Regions from separate parts of the Mus musculus genome. Here all the other regions are linked to region 1. The links are chromatin contacts, called in public ChIA-PET and HiChIP or PLAC-seq maps. All regions are on one chromosome and are shown on one strand. Each heading gives the region's core, a stretch centred on a gene start, on an enhancer-like site or on the middle of the called end of the contact. The rest is flanking DNA. Distances are from core to core; before and after follow the strand shown. Region 1 has its middle 22 kb from the start of Gabrr1. Region 2 holds the start of Rragd (Ras-related GTP binding D). Region 3 holds the start of Srsf12 (serine and arginine-rich splicing factor 12). Region 4 holds the start of Pm20d2 (peptidase M20 domain containing 2).

What was found. ChIA-PET counts read pairs in DNA pulled down with a chosen protein or histone mark. HiChIP or PLAC-seq counts read pairs in DNA pulled down with a chosen protein or histone mark.
Region 2: a contact with region 1 is called in an RNA polymerase II ChIA-PET map of effector CD8 T cells, with 6 read pairs. The contact joins the promoter of Rragd here to the enhancer-like site in region 1. A contact is called at or near these places in 8 of 39 promoter capture datasets (embryonic stem cells, liver, pre-B cells and 1 more), 1 of 15 datasets of contacts at CTCF or cohesin (CD8 T cells), 11 of 484 Hi-C or Micro-C datasets (centroblasts, differentiating embryonic stem cells, differentiating spermatogonia and 1 more), 15 of 115 datasets of contacts at active chromatin or transcription factors (cardiomyocytes, effector CD8 T cells, embryonic stem cells and 5 more) and 2 of 9 other capture datasets (embryonic stem cells and liver).
Region 3: an RNA polymerase II ChIA-PET map of effector CD8 T cells shows a contact between it and region 1, with 16 read pairs. The contact joins the promoter of Srsf12 here to the enhancer-like site in region 1. A contact is called at or near these places in 8 of 39 promoter capture datasets (the 3T3-L1 cell line, the C10 cell line, cranial neural crest and 4 more), 6 of 15 datasets of contacts at CTCF or cohesin (CD8 T cells, embryonic stem cells, hippocampal excitatory neurons and 1 more), 50 of 484 Hi-C or Micro-C datasets (the AtT-20 cell line, B cells, the C10 cell line and 26 more), 10 of 115 datasets of contacts at active chromatin or transcription factors (bone marrow-derived dendritic cells, bone marrow-derived macrophages, effector CD8 T cells and 2 more) and 2 of 9 other capture datasets (adipose tissue and liver).
Region 4: an H3K27ac HiChIP or PLAC-seq map of microglia shows a contact between it and region 1, with 4 times the contacts expected there. The contact joins the promoter of Pm20d2 here to the enhancer-like site in region 1. A contact is called at or near these places in 2 of 39 promoter capture datasets (the 3T3-L1 cell line and stem cell-derived epiblast-like cells), 4 of 484 Hi-C or Micro-C datasets (CD8 T cells, the CH12 cell line, bone marrow-derived dendritic cells and 1 more), 4 of 115 datasets of contacts at active chromatin or transcription factors (bone marrow-derived dendritic cells, embryonic stem cells and microglia) and 3 of 9 other capture datasets (adipose tissue, liver and pancreatic islet).

Annotation. Positions count from the first base shown.
Region 1 is chr4:33,107,695-33,113,006 of GRCm38.p6, forward strand. No RefSeq gene overlaps it. Among named protein-coding and RNA genes, the nearest start is that of Gabrr1, 22 kb to the right of the region's middle. Within about 2 kb of position 2,592, at least 32 of the 459 cell types and tissues checked have an H3K27ac peak or open chromatin away from gene starts, as enhancers often do. A contact at or near this core is called in B cells, CD8 T cells, the CH12 cell line and 3 more, where this site is marked.
Region 2 is chr4:32,979,954-32,985,265 of GRCm38.p6, forward strand. Rragd (Ras-related GTP binding D) reads left to right here and starts at 3,045. Exons shown (of 7, transcript NM_027491.2): 1 at 3,045-3,654. The coding sequence starts at 3,510.
Region 3 is chr4:33,206,768-33,212,079 of GRCm38.p6, forward strand. It overlaps Srsf12 (serine and arginine-rich splicing factor 12), which reads left to right and starts at 2,505. Exons shown (of 5, transcript NM_001372518.1): 1 at 2,505-2,603. The coding sequence starts at 2,539.
Region 4 is chr4:33,187,693-33,193,004 of GRCm38.p6, forward strand. It overlaps Pm20d2 (peptidase M20 domain containing 2), which reads right to left and starts at 2,045. Exons shown (of 7, transcript NM_001034867.2): 1 at 1,239-2,045. The coding sequence starts at 1,688.

The DNA.
Region 1 (5,312 bases), core at 1,342-3,841:
GGGGGGGGGGGCGGAGGAAAAGGGGGAAGAGGAGAGAGGGAAGGGGAGGGGGAGGAGGAGGGGGGAGGGAGAGGCCAAACAGTCCCTTTTATAGCAAGCCAGGCCTACCTTGCTGTTGGGCAGAGCCTAGAAGGAATGCCAACATTTTGAACATTTCATTACCCTCAAAAGAAACTTCTTGTCTTTTTATCTTTGGCTTTCCCGTTCCTCCCCTCCAAAGTTTGCTTTCCATTGCTCTATAATGTACACATTGTATACATGGAGCTTGGAGATGGGTGGTCTTGAGTGACTGATTTCTTTCATCTTGTATAATCTTTTCCCTCCCTCCCTCCATCCTTCCCTCTGTCTCTTCCTTTCTTCCAGTACTGGGGGTTGAACCCAGAGCATTTCACATGCCACACAAATGTTTTACCAGCTAAGTTGCATCTCGATTTTTCTCCATCCTTGTTTTAGATAATGCTTACATTAACCTATCTGTAGCATGTGTCTGTATTTTGTTCCGTTTTAACGGCTGAATAATACTCATTACATGGATATGCACTTTTCTGTGTATTTATCCATCACAGATAGGCATTTGCTTTCTTTTGAATTTTGGCTGTTATTAAACGTGTTGCAATGAACATCCATGCAGAAGTTTTTATAGAGACGTAAAAAAATTCTTCTAGGCAGAATATCTTAGGAGTAGAATTGCTGTTATTGGGTAGCTCTGTATTTAACTCTGAGAGGATCTGTTTGCAAAGTGTGGGCATTGTTTAATATATACTTTGTGGCAATACGTGAGACTTTTTAACATTTCCAGATTATTATTGTCTTCTTTGTTTTAGGCCACCCTCCACAATAGGTATGAAGTGTTCTCTTTGTGGCCTGGTTGTGCAGTTTCCTGTTGACAGTGGTGCTGAGTTTTCTGTATCTTATTGGCTTCTCTTGTATCTTCTTTGGCAAATGTCTATTCAAATTGCTTGCCCACTTTAAAATTTGGTTGCCTTTTCATCACCTAGTTTCAGGGATTGTTTATATATTCTAGATAGAAATTCTATAGCAGGTTTATGCTTTGCAAATACTTTCTCAGACAACTGACTTTCTAACTTTCTTATGATGACTGCTGAAACCCAATAGTTGTCATTTTGATGAAGCCCGTTTTATCTGTTTTTGTTTGGTTAATTGTGCTTATGAGGCCATACTTAAGGCAGGCATGCACTTACCTTTTTAAGAAAGTGGCAGGTGAGTGTGTGTGTGTGTGTGTGTGTGTGTGTGTGAGTTTACATGCCTTGGCACAGAATGAGGCCATCAATGATAGATCCTCTTTTTAAAAAATATGTAGTTCATTTATTTTTATATCATGTGCATTGGTGTTTTCTACATGTATGTCTGTGTGAGGGTGGAACTGGTATTCTGCAGTGTTGAGCTGTCATGTGGGTGCTGGGAATTAAACCCAGGACCTCTAGAAGAGCAGCCAGTGGTCTTAACCACTGAGACATCTCTCCAGTCTCAAAGATAGATACTCTTGATGAAGACTCAGAAGTAACACACTGTGTGTGTGGGGTGGGGGGAGGGGCATTGCTGCAAACACAATGGCCGGCAGTGAAACCATCAGAGGAGAGACAAGAATGAAACTGTTCAGGCTTAAATGGTGTTGGTTCAAACTTCTAGAGTCTAACCCCAGACAGTTGATTGTAGCTACATTTAAGTACAGCACAATATTGGGAAAAAAAGTTTTCTGATGACAATTTATTCAGTCCCACGTGTACAACACAGTTTAAGGCATGTTTACATTGAAGCTCTTTACAAAGTACAGAGACCTACTTCCATAAAGACCGTTCTGTTAACTCAGACACAATGCTTAAGATTGCTTAAGTCTAGGGAGAAAGACTGGGGTAACACGATGCCTTTGAGAGTCAGAATTAGCCTGGCCCTAAGATTACATAGAAGTCACTTAGGTTGATGTACGGTACAAATGACATCGCTTGTAAGGATGAGTTTAACAGATTGAAAAGCAATGCTTAAGATATAGGGTGGAAAAGTCTGGGATAAACAAACAGAATTCTGGGGGATTCGGGAGAAGCCTGACCTATAGAGAGACCACTAGGTTGTAAACCTTTCCCAGCATCCCCGGTGGAAGTCAGGTAAATATCTCTTCCCCTGACAAGACAAGCCTGTGTGTTTAACTTTTTCTGGTCCCCCCGGGCGCTTATCTGTGTGCGTAAGGAGCTCTTACTCTTCAAAAGATATGCACAACTTGAGCCTGGCTTGGGATAGATACAGGGTTGAGCCAGAGAATGTAAAAGAATTGCTTAGCACAAAGCACAAAACAATACCTCTCCCAACAATGTTTAACACTTGCTAAATACCGAATGCAATCAAATAAAGGAAACAGGCGTGGTGTGAGGTACAGTCAGCAGATGAGAACACAACTGCTCCAGTGGATTGCTAGGTCTCCACATTATAGCACAGAGTCCACCCTCCCCCAGGAAAACAGTGTACAGAGAATCTTATCAACCTGAAAGCGGCGTGTATGTGCTAGGAGGTGGGTATGGTCTGTGATGAAACCACACAGATGGTTTCCCCTTGGGCAGCTGTGGCACGGCCCGCTCAGGACTTCCGGCCGCTGTGACAAAATGCACAGATTTGGCAGCTTAGTTCACAAACATTTACGTCTCTAGTTTGAAGGCTGGGGAGTTTACATCCAGCACTGCTGGTAGATCCTGTGTGGCTAGGACAGTGACCACACTGCAGCCTCAGCTGACAGACCTCTGGTCTCTCTTTAAAACGGGGGGGGGGGGGGGGAAGAGCAGCACTGGTCGATCCTGGAAGGGAAAGCAGATGCGTAAGCCATTCTCTTTAGAAAAGGTGGTCACTAGAAGTGGCCTTGAGACCACAAGCAGGCCTCAAGGTGGGAAAGAGAACATTACACAGGAAATGGTATGTGCATGTAAGAGGCCAACATGGCAGCAGCTTTAAAGGGATGGGGGGGGGGCTTCACTAGGAGAGTAAGTTAGCATCCTCTTCTGGTCTCTATGTCCACTGCTCCCGAGGAAGCAAAGCATACAGTGAAAATAAATATTTACTTACTTACTGAAAATGATGTAAGTATAGAGATAGCCACCACGAGAAAGCTAGGGTGGAGGGTAGAGAGGCCAGGGGGAGTTGTTTTTGTTTTTTTGTTTTTTTTTTCCCCAAGAAAATGCCCAGAGCCATTCCAAGAACAAAGGAATCTCAGACAGTTAGAAGCTTTGTAGGGGGCAGGTGGTGGCAACATGAGGAGGCATTTTGACAGATCAGCTCTTTCATGGGGGATGGCATCCTGAGCTGGGGTCTGGGCGTCGGGCCTCTCGCACCTGTCCTGAGGCCAGGATGTGAAACTGTTACGTAAGTTATTGTCGTTTAGAACAAGCCCAGGGGCTGTTTCAGAGCAGAAGGGAAGAGGTCTCTCTGTATTTGGCCCTCAGACAAGTTGTCATGTAAACGTTCATCACACATCTCTTCCACAAGGTGGTCCCACAGTCATGGCCCCAGGCATTGGGAGTCCCGATAAAAACACCAGGGTCCATCAACAAGAAGCTGGAGACTGTGGTGACGTTGCGCTTGAAGCCAGGGAGCCCGTGGTGAACTTTAAAGGCAGGTGATTGAGGGTGTCTTATATGATTTTACCAGGATACCAGCAGAGGGAGATGAGGCTGAACTTTCCCAAAGGAAGTCCACTGTAATTTATAAGCCTGCTTTTGGAAGAGCCAGCTTGCCCGATTTCCCTCCCTTAACCCTTCCTCTCTATCATGTGACTGTGACCACCATTCTAGCACCTCGTGGTAGAGAGGGCCCCTGGCTCTCAGCTGCTACAAATTTAGCTCTACTTTTAAAACCGGATTGTGGCTTAGCGACCATAGGGCGAGCCGCGAGAGGGTTTTGGAAAGTGTGGCCAGAACACGTCACACATTCAGCTCAAATGGAGCTGTTACTGACCGCTTCTGTTTCACCCTGATTAACACAGAACTGGTTTTACAAGTGTGCTTCTCCAGGTCCAGGAGAGACTGTGTCTAGTCTGGGGCAGTCAGAGCTCATTTATCCTCTGGAAAAGCTAACTGGCTAGGACAAAGAAGGGATCATCTTCCGTGCACTGAAAGGAGTCTTTCTACTAGAGATGAGTGAGGTGATTTGTTGCTGTTGGCATCTATATTGCAACAATAAGAAAGGTGGCCAAAAGAAGAAGGTGACGCCGGGTGTGGTGGTGCACGCCTTTAATCCCAGCACTTGGGAGGCAGAGGCAGGCAGATTTCTGAGTTCGAGGTCAGCCTGGTCTACAAAGTGAGTTCCAGGACAGCCAGGGCTACACAGAGAAGCCCTGTCGAAGAAGAAGGAGAAGAAGGAGGAGGAGGAGGAGGAGGAGGAGGAGGAGGAGGAGGAGGAGAAGGAGAAGGAGAAGAAGAAGAAGAAGAAGAAGAAGAAGAAGAAGAAGAAGAAGAAGAAGAAGAAGAAGAAGAAGAAGAAGAAGAAGAAGAAGTGGGTGTCTTGAAGTATTCGTGACCCCTCTGTCTCCCATAATCATTTGAGCCACTCCCACCGTCCATAGGATTCATCGAGCTTCACCTAAGGTTTGGCTGTGGCTCTCCGCATCTGTTTCCTTCAATTGCTGGATGGAGTCTCTCTGATGACAAACTAGGGTCCTGCCTACAGGATTCATTAGGAATCTTATCTCTCTCTGTCTGTCTGTCTCTCTCTCTGTGTGTCTTTCTTTCTGGTTGTATGCAGTTCTACCCTAGGTCTCTGGGTTATCCAGGCTCTGGTCCCCTCTCTAGATAGTATCAGGGGTAGACTCCCTCTTATGACATGAGTATCAAGCTGGGCCAGTCATTAGTTGGCCACTCCCACAATGTCTGTGCCACAGCACAACTTGTAGGCAGGACAGTTTGTAGTTGTTGAATGTAGCTTTTGCTACCCTACTTTAAACTCCAGGAATGGGCTGTGCTACCAGCTCCAACCCAGATTCCCTGGATCTGAGGATGAAAAACACAAACACACACGTTGCTCAACTTTAATTTGCCTACAGCTCAAGTGCTGGGCGCCTCCAGTCTACCAAGGCTAGTGTGCCCTTCCCGGTACTCCCAGCTCAGCATCCTAAATCTGCCATCAACTTCAGTTGCTCAGCCACCTTCAGTCCCAGCTCAACATCCCAACCTCCTGCCTGGAGAAGCAGTTCGTGGTGGCTCTGCCCGAGATTCCACATGGCTGGTTGGCTTTTCTCCCTCCGAAGCATGGTGAACACTCCTTTCTTCTCCCTCCATCTGCTAGCTTCCCTGTGGGAACCTGGAAGTCCCACC
Region 2 (5,312 bases), core at 1,795-4,294, 130 kb before region 1:
CACAGCCAGAGGCAGAGGCATCTGGGAGAGTCCAGAGCAACCATGATCCTGAACCAGGCCATGCTTGGAAGAGAGGTAGGAGGGGCAGGGAAAAGCCAGGAGGCTAAGAGGCCAGGAGGGTAAAAGGTAAAAGATACAAGGGTCAGCATAACCAAAATGGCTGGATTGTTTAGGAAAGAGCCACTGGGGGAAGGGCAGCACAGGCCTGATCCTGGGTTAGAGACGGTTAGGCTAGGGGGTAGGGCACGGCAGCTATACCCTACAATAGGTAGGGGCTGAGGGATGCAGGGAGAACCTGGCAGCCAGGATGTGCTTTGACATGTTAATAAGCACTTTGGTTAGCTGTTTGTCCAGGGTTTGAGACCTAACAAGAACACTTAAGAGACTTTCCCAGAACTATTTGATGGATTAGGTTTTTTTTTTGTTTTTTTTTTTTTTTGTTTTGTTTTGACAGGTGTTGTTGTCTACATGCTGAGCGCTACAAGGTCTGAGGGCCCTGCTACAAAAAAGATATTCTGTATCTAAAGGCTGGTTGTTGTGGTGTGCATGTTTAGTCTTGGCGGATCTCTGATCTCTTGGGTTTGAGGACAACCTGGTCTAGATAGCAAGTTAGGGATGTATAGGTGAGACTCTGCTTCTTGTCCTTCCCTAACTCTCCTTCCTATCTGATTGATAGTCCTGTAATTCTTTTCTGCTTTAAAGCCATGACCATGGTTTGACCTGAGCCAAAGTCCCTAAAAGACTAGAGGTCTTTTAGATGCTCCCCAGGTTGCTGAGATCTGCCTATCTCCCTAACATAAGACATGGTTGTTGATCCACTTTATTCTCAAGAATGACCGATTCTCAGACAAATCATGGCATTTTGATCTGTTGCTGGGATTCCCATTGAAGGCTCTCTTCTTGGTGCTGGAGAGATGGCTCGGTGGTTAAGAGTACTGACTACTCTTTCACAGGACCTTAGCTCCGTTTCCAGTGCCTAACCTGGTGTTAGCTAACAATCATCTATGACTCCAGTTCCAGAGGATTCGACACTCTCTTCTGGTCTCTGTGGGAACTGCATTCAGGGGGTACACATACACGTAGGCAAAAACAATCACACGAATCCAATACATATATACATACATGGATATATACACACATAGTAACTCTCTCCTTGATGTTAGAGAATCACCAGACATTTTCATCTTTTCTGTGTGTGAGGGTGTTGAGTTGTGAACTGTCCTCTCTGGAAGACCCCCTCTGGGTTCACCAGACATCCTTGCTCAGTAGTCATGTTTGAATCTGAGCTGTTGCTAGGCAGCCATCTCCTGGTGTCCCAAGGACCTCTCTGATGCTTGAAATAGGCCAGTTTAGAGACCTCCCCACAGACTAGCAAGCTGGCTTTGGGACAGCCGCAAAGCCTTACAGCTACTCTGGGGAAATGTCCCTTCCTCCCCAGGCCGCTTCCTGCAGAGATTCAAGGATTTCAAGCTGCCCTCAATCTCATTAAGTTGCTGCTGCCCAGCACATGGGGTTTGACAAGGCGCTGGAGAGACAAAAACTACCAACCGGATGAGCCACAAAGCCCACTCTCTTCGCTATAGAAGTAAAATCGCCAGTGAGAAATGAGTTCTGAGAGCACCTGAGAGTCATGGCTCATTTGAAACGTCTACCAACTCTGTGGTAAAGGTGTTCTCATGAGGGTCAGAAAAGGCTGCTTCCTTCCGGTGGGGAGAGTAACGAGAGTCGGCTTTCTCCATCCACCCTTTGGCCTCCACTTGGTTTCAGTCTTCCTTTGCCCACGGGTTTCTGGGTGTGTTGGACCAATGGCAGTCATTCCCAGGAGACCACACAGAGATAGGAAGAAGGAAAGCAGCCAGGGCCCTCTTCTGTTATCTGCTTGGCCAGAGGGTGGGGAGGGTGGGGGCGGGGATGTGGGGTGGTGTGGGGGTGCTGCTACCTGGCTGCTCTACAGAACTGGCTCCCTTCACTTCCTCCCACTAAATTTGGAGGTGGTGTGAGCTTCCCACCTGATAATCTTTGACTGTACTCCCTAAATTCTGCTGCTTATATATCTGCAAAACTGTTTCTTCGCTCAAAAGCCTTTTTCAGTTCACATCTTTGTATGTGGCATAGGAACGACCTTGACCATGCAGACAAGAGTTCTACTGCCTCTCCTTGGAGAAGCTTTCCTGTTGAAAGCAGCCACCCAGTTAGAAGAAATCCAGGACATGCGTCACGGATTAGTAACCCTATTCCTACCCAGATTTTTCCGAGGACCCCTAGGAAGCCCTGTCCCGGGCCGCAAGTGTCCAGGCTGAGCTGCCTTTCTCCCCACCTGCTGAGCTGCTGGCACCTGCAGGATCCGGATCACCTTGCTGGCCCGCTGTTTAACTGAAGGAAGTTTATGCACGTGACTTTCTCCTCTCTCTCTCTCTCTCTCTCTCTCTCTCTCTCTCTCTCTCTCTCTCTCTCTCCCTCTCTCTCTCTCCCTCTCTCTCTCCCTCTCCCCCTCCCTCCCTCCCTCCTCTTCTCTCCCTCACCCCCCACCCCAGAAAAGGGTGCTCACACTGTGCTGAGCAGCTGGCGAAGGAGGAGAGCACCTCCTCATCCCACATCGCTTCTATTCCAATCTGAGAGCTGCCCCTCACCTCCCACAAAAGCCCTAAAACACGTGGGACTACACCAATGAGACAATAGCAGTTGGGGCATAAGAAGCCCCGAGGGCGTTATACACTTTAGGTTTTCCCGAAGGTTGCAAAGGAATCATTTAGTATAGCATGTTTATATATAAATCACGAGACATGTGACTTCTCCGGAAACATGTCTACGTAGACCACAGTTTGGAGTATTCTTGCTGGGAAATCCTTTGAACTAAAAGGCACTTTAGGAGGCAGCTGCTATGGAAACTACCCCACCACTGTGCACTTCTCCCAGCTCCCGCAGGCTGGAGTGGCGGTGGGGGTGGGGCCTGAGTACCGCACAGTTGAGGGGCAGCCTAGTGGGGGTGGGGTAGACTGGGGTGGGGTGGAGGTGGGTGGGGTGGAGGTGGGTAGGGTGTGGGTAGAAAGCCTGAAGACCGCAGCACAAGCCAGGGGCACTGCAGAAAGCAGGCGGCAGGGTCCGGGTGGTCCCCGGGCCACGCTTGCAGAGAAAGCGAGCAGAAGTCCCCGAGGGCGGTGGCCAGTGCGCTCTGGACACCCGAATTCTCTCTAGGGGGAGAACGTGTGTGGCCGAGCAAGCGGTGGCTGCGGCCGGCGAGCGCGCGCCCGGTGGTGCTGCGTGTGTGTGTGTGTGTGTGTGTGTGTGTGTGTGTGTGTGTGTGTGTGTGACAAGCGTCAGGTGACTCGGGTCACGCAGTCACTCCCTCGCGCTCCCGGGGAGAACTGCCGCGCTCCGGCTGGCTTCTCGGGCAGCAGCGGCAGGGAGGGGGCTGGGCTCCACTGCCACCCCCTTGCTCACCAGGCGCGGCCCCAGGGCGCTGCGGGCCACTCGGCCCACGCGGGACCTTGGAGGCAAGCGTGGGCGTGATGAGCCAAGTGCTGGGCAAGCCGCAGCCGCAGGGTGAGGACGGCGGCGAGGACGAGGAGGAGGATGAGCTGGTGGGGCTGGCGGGCTACGAGGATGGGCCCGAGTCCTCGGACGCCGAGCTGGACAGCGGGCCGGAGGAGGGAGGTGAGCCAACCGGCCGAGCGCTCGCGGTCCCCGCCCTGGGAGCGATGTGTGTGTGTGTGTTGGGGGTGGGGGGGATGCGGGACGCGCGGGTCCGGGGCGCTGCGGTGGGGGAGGGGAGCGGCCGGGCTGCAGACGGCGGCGGGGAGCAGGGTCGGATGTCGAGCTAAAAGAAGCAGCTGGCGGCAGCGTGCCGGCTGGGTCGCCCACAGCTGCGCGTGTCATTCTTCCCCGCCGTGGCCGCGGGAGGGTCTGCGGCGTGGGACCGGGGCGCTGGGGCGGGGCCCGCGCTGCAGGTGGTATCCGCGTCTCCCGGGAGACCGCGGGGTTCTAGGTCCCCAGACACCCTGAATGCATCTCGTGTCGCACCCGGGGGTGGGCGCCTGGCGAGCAATCCTTGGCCGCTGAAGCCAACTGTTTGTTGTTGCCGAAGGAGCTGAAGTTAGCCTTTCGGATTGGGGGCTGCTTGCATTTCATTCCCGGGACACAACAAAGAAGTTGAGTTTAGGATTCCAGAATGTTTTTCTTTAATTTAAAAAAATTTTTTTTCCCCACAAAAGCGGAAGGTCACTTTAAAAGGTCAGTTGAACGGGGCTGTTAACGTTCTCCGAGTTGTAAATATCCCAGAGAAAGGATTAATCTCTTTAGTGTCTCACACTAAAGAAACCGAGGAATGAAAGTACCCGTGACAGGAGTTTTAAGAACTTTTATTGAGAATCTATCGAACGGAACTTAAAATTCTCTCTACAAAGCCTTTCTCGGAAGACAGTTTTGATTTTGCGTCTGGCAGGTACTTCAGTGAATCAGAAAGGGAATACAGTTAACTAAGACTTAAGTCTGGCAGATGAAAAACAGCTTTTCAAGTCGCCTCATTTCCTGGCTTTTCTCCAGAGAGGACTAGTGCTGGCTCCCCGTTATTTAAACTTGTGTGTGCACCTCTGCGCTCCACTCATCCGCACTTCCCTTAATTAGTCCCACGGTCGATCGTTCAGCCACTTTTTTTTTTTCCCAAAAAAATTAAATTGCTCAGGTACTTTACTATTATATAGCATTTGGTAGATCCGCCCAGGGAAAGGCTGAGTGGGATTGTATTGGCAAGGCATTTGCAAAGATAGGTGCACAGTAGCTCCCTATTGTGGTAGTTTAAAGAGAGAAAGAAGATCCTATTCTAGAGGGGAAAGCCAGTTATTTGATACTGTCCTGGGGGCCAGAGAGTTTGCAAGGAAGGGGCAGAACCTATTTTCTGTAGTCTTTTTATTGGAGGGCCTGGGGGCTCTTTTGAAATTTGATTTGAAGTAAACCCCTGCCGGAGGGGAAGAATTCCTGAAACAAAGGCTTTTCCAGAGCCCAGAATGGGAGGCTCGCAGTGCAGTTAATCTAAAGGCTAACCTGCCTGCAGCTATGTTTTGATGACTTCGGTAATAACCGCCCACCCCCCAGCCCCATTGGGAGTTCCCGAATCAGGCAGAATCCTGGAATCTTGCTATAAAAGGATACAGTGTAGTCATGCGGTAGGGATCTTGCATGTTAATTTCTGCTCTGGCAAACACTGCAGAAGCCTAGCTTTGCTCTGCTTTTTGCGCTACACAGGTGGTCTGTTAGTTTCTCTGATCTTTTATCTTTTGAACACTTTCCCTTTTGGTCTCTGTTCTCCAGTTTAG
Region 3 (5,312 bases), core at 1,255-3,754, 99 kb after region 1:
AATCTGTTCTCTCCTTCCCCCATGTGGGTCCTTGGCATCTGTCTCAGGCTGTCAGGTTTGCTGGCAAGCTCCTTTACCTACTGAACCAGCTCAACAGCCCATCTACTTTCAATATAACATAACAGTGATTTAAGAAGTTTGTCTGTTTAGGCAAGCTTTAACAATTGAAAGGGAGTCTGACTTTTTCCTTTTCCCAATATTCTTTATAGACCTGCAATTTCTCATTTCCTCCTCCTTCTCTTCCTCTTCTTCCTCCTTTTCCTCCTCCTCCTTGTGGACTGTCACAACGCTGGCACTCAAGCCCAAGGCCTCACGCTCACTAGTGCCCTGTCACGGATCTACATTCCAGCTCTGTGGCAGGGATTTCAATTGCATCTTTTTAACTCTACTTTTTTTTTTTTTTTAAAGTAAAATAGAAAAGCATGGTGGTGCATGCCTGTAATTCCAGTGGTACAGAGTCTGATGTGGGAGGATTGCTGCAACTGCAACCCTACCTGGGGCTACAACTGTGAGTACTAAACCAGCCATGCTATAAAATGAGACCCTGTCTCCAAGGGGAGAAAAGGTAAAAATAATTATAGTATCTAAATGAGAAAAGATACAAGGGCATCTCAAAATACTTTAAAAACAGAAGTCCTGTTTTGGGGAGAAAATAAGCATGAAATAGACCAAAAATTTTCAGGAAGATCTCCCTAGCCACGTTGTCACTCTAAGCTAACTTTTTATTCTTTTCATTTAAAATGTTTCTATTTTAATGGAGGAAAGAGGGTTACACTTGTGTGACATGTGCTGGAGAAGGCTGCAGGGTGACTCTCACTCCACAACTCCACAAGTATGTCTTCTCCCAAGGTGGCATCCCTCACTAAAACTGAAGATTTGGACCTCTCCATTTCTTCAGGGATTGCTGGCCATTGAGTTCCTGGGATTCACCTGTCTCTGACCTCACGATGCTGAGGTCACAGGGGTGTGGCTTTGTGATGCTGGGTCACAGGGGTGTGGCCATGCCCAGGATTTTTACAAGTGGGTGTTGGGAACTCTGAGTCAGTGCACTGTAAGCACTCTTATGTACTGAGCCTTCATCACAGTCACTAGGATCATTGCACTCCTTCATACACCTCTGAACTCTGTACAGCATCGCCTGCTGCTTTGAAGAGATGATTCAACAAAGCAGTACTTTTGGTTATAAAGCCTACAACTTTGGATGAATATGATTTAAAAAAAAAAATCTAGGACACGGAGGGCTTTTAGTCTGGACCCTCAAGAGTACCAGAAAAAAACATCGAAAAAGCAATAACACATAGCTATATTAGTTACTGAACATGGTTGCTTAAGACACCGGCCAAGCTTAATGCAGTATTCCTTTTGTCAAACTATTATTTTTATTGTATGTGTAAGTGTTTTGCCTACTTGTGTGCCTTGCATCCCACTGAGGCCAGAAGAGGGTGTTGGACACCCTGGAACTGTAAGCCACCACGTGGACACTGGGAGAGGAACCCGGCCGGGTCCACTGCAAGAGCAGCAAGCGCTCTTGACTGCTGAACCTTCTCTCCAGCCCCCACCTCGAAGCTACCCCGGTGTAATATCATTTAGTCATCTGCACTTGAAAATGTTCCTGCCTCAGGCTCTCCTACAGGAAGCTGTTGTACTAAAAGAAGTACTTAGCTGCTTCAAAACAGATCTAGAAATTGTAAGAGTAGATCTATGCGCTATCAGTAATGACAGGTCTCAGTTGGCTGGCCTCCAGCTCCTCTATAGTAGATAACTTTTGACCTCCCTGCCATCACTCCTCACCGTCCTCCCCCCCCCCCCCCCCATGCCCTGGGATGACAGGTTCTGCCATAGTCTCTGCTCAGGTACTGGAACAGCGTGCATCCTGCAGGCTAGACAATCACTCTTCCATTGAGTTACATCCCTAGTCTTTTCAAGATAAGTTTCATTAAACCACCAAATGCGTGGCATTATTACACCAGCTCCACTAACCAATACACAGTACTCTCAATTTTCCTAGCATTAAACCCAGCCTGATGTGGAGCCCACTACAAAAGGAATTCTAGGCCTGAGTAAACAAGCAAACAAAAGACCCCAGCCTGCTCTCCCGTCTGGGTTTCTTTGATGCTTACCCTGTTTATTGCCTCGAGGCCTTTTTGCTTAAGCTGCAGTACTGCAGCAGTTCCCCCCACCCCCACCCCCACGCCCGTGTTCAGTCTTTCTTCCCTGAGGGTCGAGTTGATCTCTTTAGGGAAAGGCTGTGGCTAAGCTTGCATGCCCACAAGTGGCTCCCTGACCCTGCACATGGCTCTTTCGAAGCCCTGTCATGAGATCTTTTTCTGGGGCTGTTTGGGAGAGGCAGGTCTCCCTTGGAGCACCTAGCTGGCCTGCAGCGATGGGGGATCGGATCTATTCCCTAGAGGCCCGGGCAGTGGCAAGGTCTGTGCTCGCGCGGCCGCGCAGGCCCCGCGCCCCCCGCCCGCGTCTGCGGCTGCGCGGCCGGCCCGGGAGGGGGCGCGGCGGGCTGCTGGGAGCGGGGCCGCGAGAGGCATGTCTCGCTACACCAGGCCCCCCAACACCTCCCTGTTCGTCAGGAACGTCGCAGACGCCACCAGGTGAGTGGAGACCGGACCCCGCGGGGGCACGGGCCGGGGCGCCGGGTTGTCGGGGTACGGGGTGGGCAGTGGGGGGCTGTCTGGATGACGATGCCGCCCGGGTACCCCGGGTGCCGAGCTGCAAGCTGTTGGGGTGCCATTTGGGCGTCAGGGTACCGGTCTTGTGTTGGGGCACTGGCCGGGTGTTGGGAATGCTGGCCAGGTGTCGTAGGGGTGCCACTGCGGGCTGTCGGAGTATCTGGGTTTTGGGGTGTGGGCGAGGTGTTGGGGTGCGGTCGTGATGTCAGGTGTTGGCCCGGCGTCAAGGTGCGGGCTGGGTGGCTCCGGCTGTGGTGGCAGTGCTGGCCCTGGCTCTGGTGGCACTGCGCTCTGCAGGCGCCGCCCACTAACCTTCCGGAGGAACTGGGGCTGTCTCCTCCCCAGGATGCACACCTTAGGCCTTGCAATTTCCTCTGCACTGTTCAGACAGTGATTATGGCCCACATTTAATATACAAAAGACTAGTCAGTTCGATTTCTATGGTTTTCTTTGAGTCCTGGGAACAGTCTTAGGCTTCATTATGGTGCAGGAAGTCTTTATTTCCTCCATCCCTCTTTGAAAATTCTGTCCAGATGGTTGCCAGGCATAGAGCTGAAGAAATGCCCTTTTTTCAGACTAGCGCACCTTTTCCTTTAATAGGAGCCGGAGAGAGAATGGGAGGCGTGACACTAATAGACACCTTCATCTTTCATTGGAATTACTTAATCCCCCGTTCTAGTTCTGCCATCTTGGCCACCTATGGAAAAGTTGAAGTTCAAGGGTTTTAAGGAGTTACCTGGACCTAAACAGGCACAAATGTACGCAGCTCTTCAGTTGTTAGTTATCTGAAGTAATCATAATGTATGTTTTGTTTTGTTTTTGTTTTTGTTTTTGTTTTGTTTTGTTTTGTGAGAGAGAGAGAGAGAGAGAGAGAGTAGTATCTAGTCTAGGCTGACCTTGTACTTCTGATCCTGTTACCTTGGCCTCCCTCCCAAGTCCTGGCATTGCAGGTGACCCCCACCACCAAGCTGGGGATTTACTTTTAGGAGAATTAAGAACTTTAAATTTAATCACTGTAAATATTTATGTCACTACTGTAGACTGTGAGTTAATAGAATTTTAAAAGATTCCTGGGTTTTATGGTTCTTCTCTACCTGTTTATCCAAACATCCTCACACAGGAAGCAAAATTAATATTTGGGTAGGCTAAAAGCAGTTAAACAACTTGAACAATAAGCAAAAGGTCTTCATGGCATGCTTACAAAAGAAACCCGGGAGATTCCCAACCCTAGTGGCCACAAGAGCGAGGCAGAGGAATACAGATGAGTGGGGGTACCAGCTTATGAGACGTAGTAGAATGGTACAGACTGCAACAGGTGAGCATGTGTCCTCGAATGGGAAGTCACGTTGCCACCTTTTCCAGTTCTAGAGAATCAAACCCAGTCTGTACATGCTGGGCTCCCTACAGAGCTATACTTACTGGGGCATCCGTTCAATTTTGTAGCCCAACCAGGACTTGGGTTTTCCCTCTTTCTACTTCAGCCTCCCCCATAGCTGTGATTATGAGCATGTTACACACACACACACACACACACACACACACCTCAACCCCTGCTGCAACTTGCCTCAACCTACTTTCAAGAGAAGTCAGAAACCTGGATTTTTGTGTACATTGAACGAATTTTAAAACATTAGCATTACTAGCTATATAAGAGGCCAGCCTGGTGTCTCCATGAGTACAGATGCAAGTCTGAAGATCTGAGTTCTATCCCTGGGACCTACACGGTGGAAGAAGAGAATAACTACCCCCTGTTGTCCTCTGACCTCACATAAGCCACACCCACACATACCATAACTAAATAAAGGTGTGTTAAGTTGAATAGTGTGAATTACAATTTTTGTAGATCTAGAAACTATAAAATATTGGCTATTTCATAGAGTTTTCAGATGTTCAAACATTGTGCATACTAAGTAAAACACATCTGGGGGTGTTACTCAGTAGTAGATTGCTTGCCTTAAATGCAGGAGGCCTTGGCTTCCATAAATGAACAAACTAATAAAAACATGTTTTCATGTGACTACTAACCTTGGGTCCAGGTAATCCTTCACCAAGTGCAGAGACTGATAATTGGGAGTTAGTAAGTCTTTTTTTTTTTTTTAAGATTTATTTATTTATTATATGTAAGTACACTGTAGCTGTCTTCAGACACTCCAGAAGAGGGCATCAGATTTTGTTATGGATGGTTGTGAGCCACCATGTGGTTGCTGGGATTTGAACTCTGGACCTTTGGAAGAGCAGTCGGCGCTCTTAACCACTGAGCCATCTCGCCAGCCCCAGGAGCTAGTAATTCTTTTTTCTGTTCTTTCGTTGCTTTTTAGCTTGTCACAGAGAGGCAATCAGGACTGAGATTATCTTGTATTAAGAGAATAACAGTTTCTAGAATTTGTTAGTATTCATACTATGTGACAGATCCTATGTGAAGACCTTTATAAGCCAGGGAGGTGGTTCAGCAGATTTAAAACACTGTGGCCAAGCAGGGAAGCCTCAGCTCAATCCCTAGGCCAAAAAAGGCAGCAGAGATGGATTCTTCATGTTGTCCTTGGACCTCCACATGAACATGTGGCATGTATACCCACACACAAACACACATGCAGAAAATAAATGTAATTTTTAGAAACTTTCCATGTACTA
Region 4 (5,312 bases), core at 795-3,294, 79 kb after region 1:
GTTACAAAGCAAGTCTCCAGAGCCTACAGAGCTCTCCTTCCGGTTGAGACGGACTCCTCACTGAGAAACCACCTTAAAAGTCTTAACTCATTAACCTTTCATTGACGAGCCTTAAACAACCTCAGTGCCATGGTTAGAAACCCCCAACTATTACACAAACTTACTAACTCGATTTCACCAGTTCAACCAGGAAGACCTAAGGGTCACCAAACACCTAATCGAACAAAAGAGAACTTGACAGAATAAACCTTTTACTTTGATACCTAAGCTTAACTTCTTCAAGCAATTTTTAAAAAGCAAAGGCACAGCCTCTGCATAAGATTAAAGTATTGTTAAGGTCAGGTATAAAAATACAATGAAAGCAAAGGGAATCCACTCATATTCCATTTTCTGGTAAGAGAGGAACGTTGCTGAGAACAACCACTTGAAATTTGAAGTTGGTATACTTCTCAAAGTCTGGCTTTATTTATTTTTAAATTTATAATGTACCTTAAGTTAAGCTGCTTTTTGAGGGAGGGGGTAAGACAGGGTCTCTCTATGTAATCCTGACTGTCCTGGAGCTCAGATAGACTAGGCTGACCTCGAACTCACAGAGCTCCGCCTGGCATGCACCACCACTCCTGGCCGCTAAGCCTCTCTGAATCTACTGGGCTCATTGCCAACCGCTGAGAACTTTCCTAAGTCGGTCCAGGGTCTCACGGCCCTCCTCCCCAAACAACACAGAAACCTAGAGGCCACAAGAGATAAATTGTTTGTTGCAGAGGATTACATTACTGCCACTGGCGGGTGAGCCGAGCTGAGTTGTGACATATAACCTTGCTCACAGAATTAAATACACTATCCTAAAGAGTAAACACAAGATCGGACCTGCCCAAGACAGACATGCACGACATTTTCCTGCTTAAAGAACCGAGACGCCTGTTTAATATGAAATAAAATGTACACTTAAATATGAACCTATCTACGTAGTAAATGTTTTGTTAGCTTCTCCGTTAGTTCTGCTCTTTAGTGGTTTGGCAGCCTGGTAGTTCTAAACACTGAAATTTACTATACAAATACCAATTATTCAAATCAAAATCTTTTGTTTGTTAAGTCTCCATTTATTTCCTCCAGATAGCACACGACCCAATGAGCAAACTGCAGCTGTCTGCCACCAAAAATAACCGGTCTGGTACTCCGACTGGTCTGGCACTCCGGGCTGGATCCGGCACGCCCCGCGCTGGCCCGGAGTGGCTCACCTTGACCGGCGGCGGCGCAGCGATGCTCTCCAGCGCAGCCCGCAGGCCGAGCGCCGCAGCCACCCCGACCTCGGCGATGAGGTTGTGGCCGCAGGCGTGGCCCAGGGCTGGCAGCGCGTCGTACTCGCACAGGAAGGCCACCTGCAGCGCGCGGGGCCCCGCCGCGGACTCCGGCGGCGCCCACTCGGCACGGAAGGCGGTGGGGAGCCCGAAGTGCGGCTGCACCGCCCACGAGGCGGCCGGCGGCTCGCACTCGAAGAAGCGCGTGAGCTCGCCGTGCGCGCGGTGCTCTTCGTAGGCCAGCTCGGGCGCGCTCCAGATGGCGCGGCTCAGCGCGCCCAGGCGCTCGGCCGCCTCGTCGATGCGCTCGGCCGCTCGCCGTTTCAGCAGCTCCAGCTCGGCGGCGCTGCTCGTGCCGGGCTCGGCCGGCCGCTCCACCACCGGACCCATGGCGCGGGCGTGCTGCGGTCTCTCCTCGTCCGCCCTCTGCGAGGCTCGGCGGCGCTCGGCTGTCTTATCTGACTTCGGCAACGCTCGGCGCCGCTCGGCAGTCCTTGCCAGTCCTATGCAACGCTCGGCGGCACCTTGGCAGCGCTTGGCCGCCCTTGGCAACGCTTAGCTGTCCTTGGCAGCCCTCCGCAAGGCTAGGCGCCTCGGCAGCCCTTGGCAGTCCGCACCGCTCGGCTGTCCTAATCAGTCCTCGGCCGCCCTCGGCGGCTTCGGCGACCAGCGCCCCGCGCTCGCCCACCGTACAGCACCACCCTAACTCTAACTTAACCCCCCACCCCCCAGGTCAGGAGTTGCCCTGTAGCTCCGCCCTCAAGGCTCGGCCTGGAGCTGGGGCGCCAACTCCTAAGAAGAGGAATTGTATAGGACAAGTTTTATCCAAAATTTTGATTGACAAGCCCAAGTAACATGATTTGCACAGCTTGTGTTCATAACGGGTCTAAAGTTACCCGATGAGGAAATTCAAGAAGTCATACTCTCCTTTTCCTCCAGAGTGATACAAGTTCAAAATTGTTATTGATGATACACACCTAATAATTAGTAGTCTGAGGTTTTCTTGTATTAAAAGCTTCTGCGTGTTCTTCCTATTCTACCCTCTCTTAAATTGCCACAACTAGGTCAAATAAGATACCATATATATATATATATATATATATATATATATATATATATATATATATATGATTTTTTTAAGGAGTGCACGCCTTTAATCCCAAGCATTTGGGAGGCAGAGGCAGGTGGATCTCTGAGTTCGAGGCCAGCTTGGTCTACAAAGTGAGTTCCAGGACAGCCAGGGCTATACAGAGTAAACTCGAGGGAAGTGGAAGGAATGAAGAGAAGAAAAAGGCAGACTGTAATCAATTTTTACTAGTTTATACCCTAAAACGCCAGAGTCCAGGTCACACTCTAACGTGAAAAAAACTGTCCTTAGTTAACACCCTAACCGAATGAAACTTTTCCCTAAACACAATAAATGTGATATAAATTCATGAATGGACTCACTTTCCTTTTTTAAAACTTTTTTTAACATTTTTTTGTGTTATTTTGTTTGTTTTGTCTGAATGTATGCGTGCACACCGAGTCTGGTGCCTGAGGAGGTCAGAAGAGGGCGTCAGATCGCCTGAAACGAGTTACACATGATTGCGAGCCACCCTCTGGGTGAATGGGAACTGAACCCTGGTCCTCCAGCCCCACCGTCATTTTCTTAACTTTACTCTTGTAACTCCTTTACAGGAGTCCTCCAGCATCTATGAGACTCCAGATTATTTTGCTCAGTGAACTGGCTAAAAGCCAGAATAATGTCAAAATAATAAGATCACTCACTCTGCACCAAGTGCTTTTCTGGATGTTTTAAATGTTAATACCTATTTCTCATCCCAACCTATGAGGTTTTTAGTGTGACTATTATCTTCAAATTACAGATGGGCATCCAAGATTATACAACTCACTAAGTACTGGGCACAGATTTCCACAAAAGACAACATCTAACCACTACACTTGATTGCTTGTGACATCTGAATTCACAAATCATCTATTTATATCACAATGGACACAATCATTCATCTTCAATAAATTTTTACAGCAGAGCTCTGCCAATAGCAGTGGAAATCCTGTTTGTTCTCATTAGACAGCTACACACAGGCTTGTGTATAAACTTTAGAGACAAGCTGCTATTTAGGTTGCTTGTTACAAAGTAATACTGTTGTCATCTGATGTGGTGGAAAGATAGGTAACTCTGGGCTGGGTTCCTCCTGCGTAGTCTGCCCACCCAGACATATATGTATTCAGTTTCTACTTTTGACATCATGGATTTCTTGTGCATGGTGATTTGTATTCTTGAATCTCTTTAATAAATTGTATCTTCTCTTCAGTCTTCATACTTTTTTTTGTTCCATTTTCTAGCACCTAACAGCATAGATATAACATCCCTTGTGGTGGTTTGAATAAGAATGGTCCCTGTAGACTCCTATATTTGAATGCATGATCACTGGGGAGAGATACTACTTGAAAGGGATTAGGTGTGGCCTTGTTGTGTGGAGAGCCATGCCGTGAGCAATCACCATTATAAGATGGCGCTGGCTTCCACTGTGCCTAACTAGTAAACAAGCCTTATGCGCAAGTGCAAGAGTAAATTCACGCCCAGCCACTGCCCATCTCAGGGCGTAAGTAATGGGGTGATGGGCGAGCAACTAATCGGGTGCTGTCACGCCACATCAGGTGCTGAAACGTCACGCTGCAGGCTATATAAGCAGCACCATTTTCCGGGTTCGGGTCTTCCTTATGTTGAAGCAATAAAAGCTTTGCCGTAGAAAGATCCGGTTGTCCGAGTGAATTCTTGCCAGCAAGATACTAGCTTGGGCAAGATTGTTGGAGGAAGTAAGTATGTCACTGGGGGGGTGCAGTAGGTTAAAAGCCCAAGCCAGGCCCAGTGTCTTTCTCTTCCTGCTGCCTCTGGATTGGATGTAAAACACTGAGGTACTTCTCTAGCACCATGTCTGCCTACGTGACTCCATGTTCCCTGTCGTGATGATAATGGATCAAACCTATGAAACTAACTGTAAGACATCCCCAGTAAATGCTTCTCTTTTATAAGATCTGGCGTAGACAGTGTCTCTGCCTAGCCACAGAACGCTGACTAGAAATCCTTCCTCTGTGACAGTAAATACCTTTGGCTAATTATTATTCTTGACTCTCATGGTAGCATTGTACAGCCACATCCAGCTTTTTACATGGGCAGTGGGGATTTGAACTTATACTTGCAGAGCAGTGATTTTACATTTTGAGCCATCTTCCCAGCTCAAGAATATCTTCCTAAAGCTGGGTTGGAGGTGGCATTCTTGAATGCCAGGAAACTACTCAGTATTTTTTTTTAAACTTGGTATCTTTTAACTATTCTACATACAAGTGTCTGCATTGTTTATGATACCACTCAGGTCTCTTTAAAAAAAAAAAAATCTCTCTTCCTTTACCTGGGGCTGGAGTTAAAAATGCAGAATGTACTATTAAGTGAGGTTTTTGTGGAGGGGGTTGGTTGGGTTTTGTTTTTTTGTTTGTTTGTTTTTTGTTTTGTTTTGTTTTCCTTTTGGAGGGAAGGAACTAAAGGCGAATAGAAGTAGTTCTACATAATGTATAGTTTTAAAGCATAAATACGTTTTTCTTCCCAGGCTACTCACAAAACAAGTTCCCTTCATTGGGGATAATAACGTTGAAACAGGAAATTCCTGATAAATGGATACTTTATTGGAATAAAGGGATGGAGTTTAGTTACTTCGGAAAACAGCTGAAATACCACCCACATCATACTACATATTATTTCAGCTTTCAGATTCAGACCTCCTTTTGACAAATGACAGGCTTCAGCATGGTTTATATTCTTTGGGTAGGATAAAAATAATCCTGTTTTGAAATCCCCAACACAGACCAACAAAACGTGACCTACATGAATCACAAACAGTGGGATGGGGTGGGGGGAAAGGATTTGAGGGGAGAGTAAAGGCAACGGGAAATCCTGGTGGGGAACAGTATGTAGGAGAGAAAACGATGTGACTCGTGGAGAAAATACAGTCA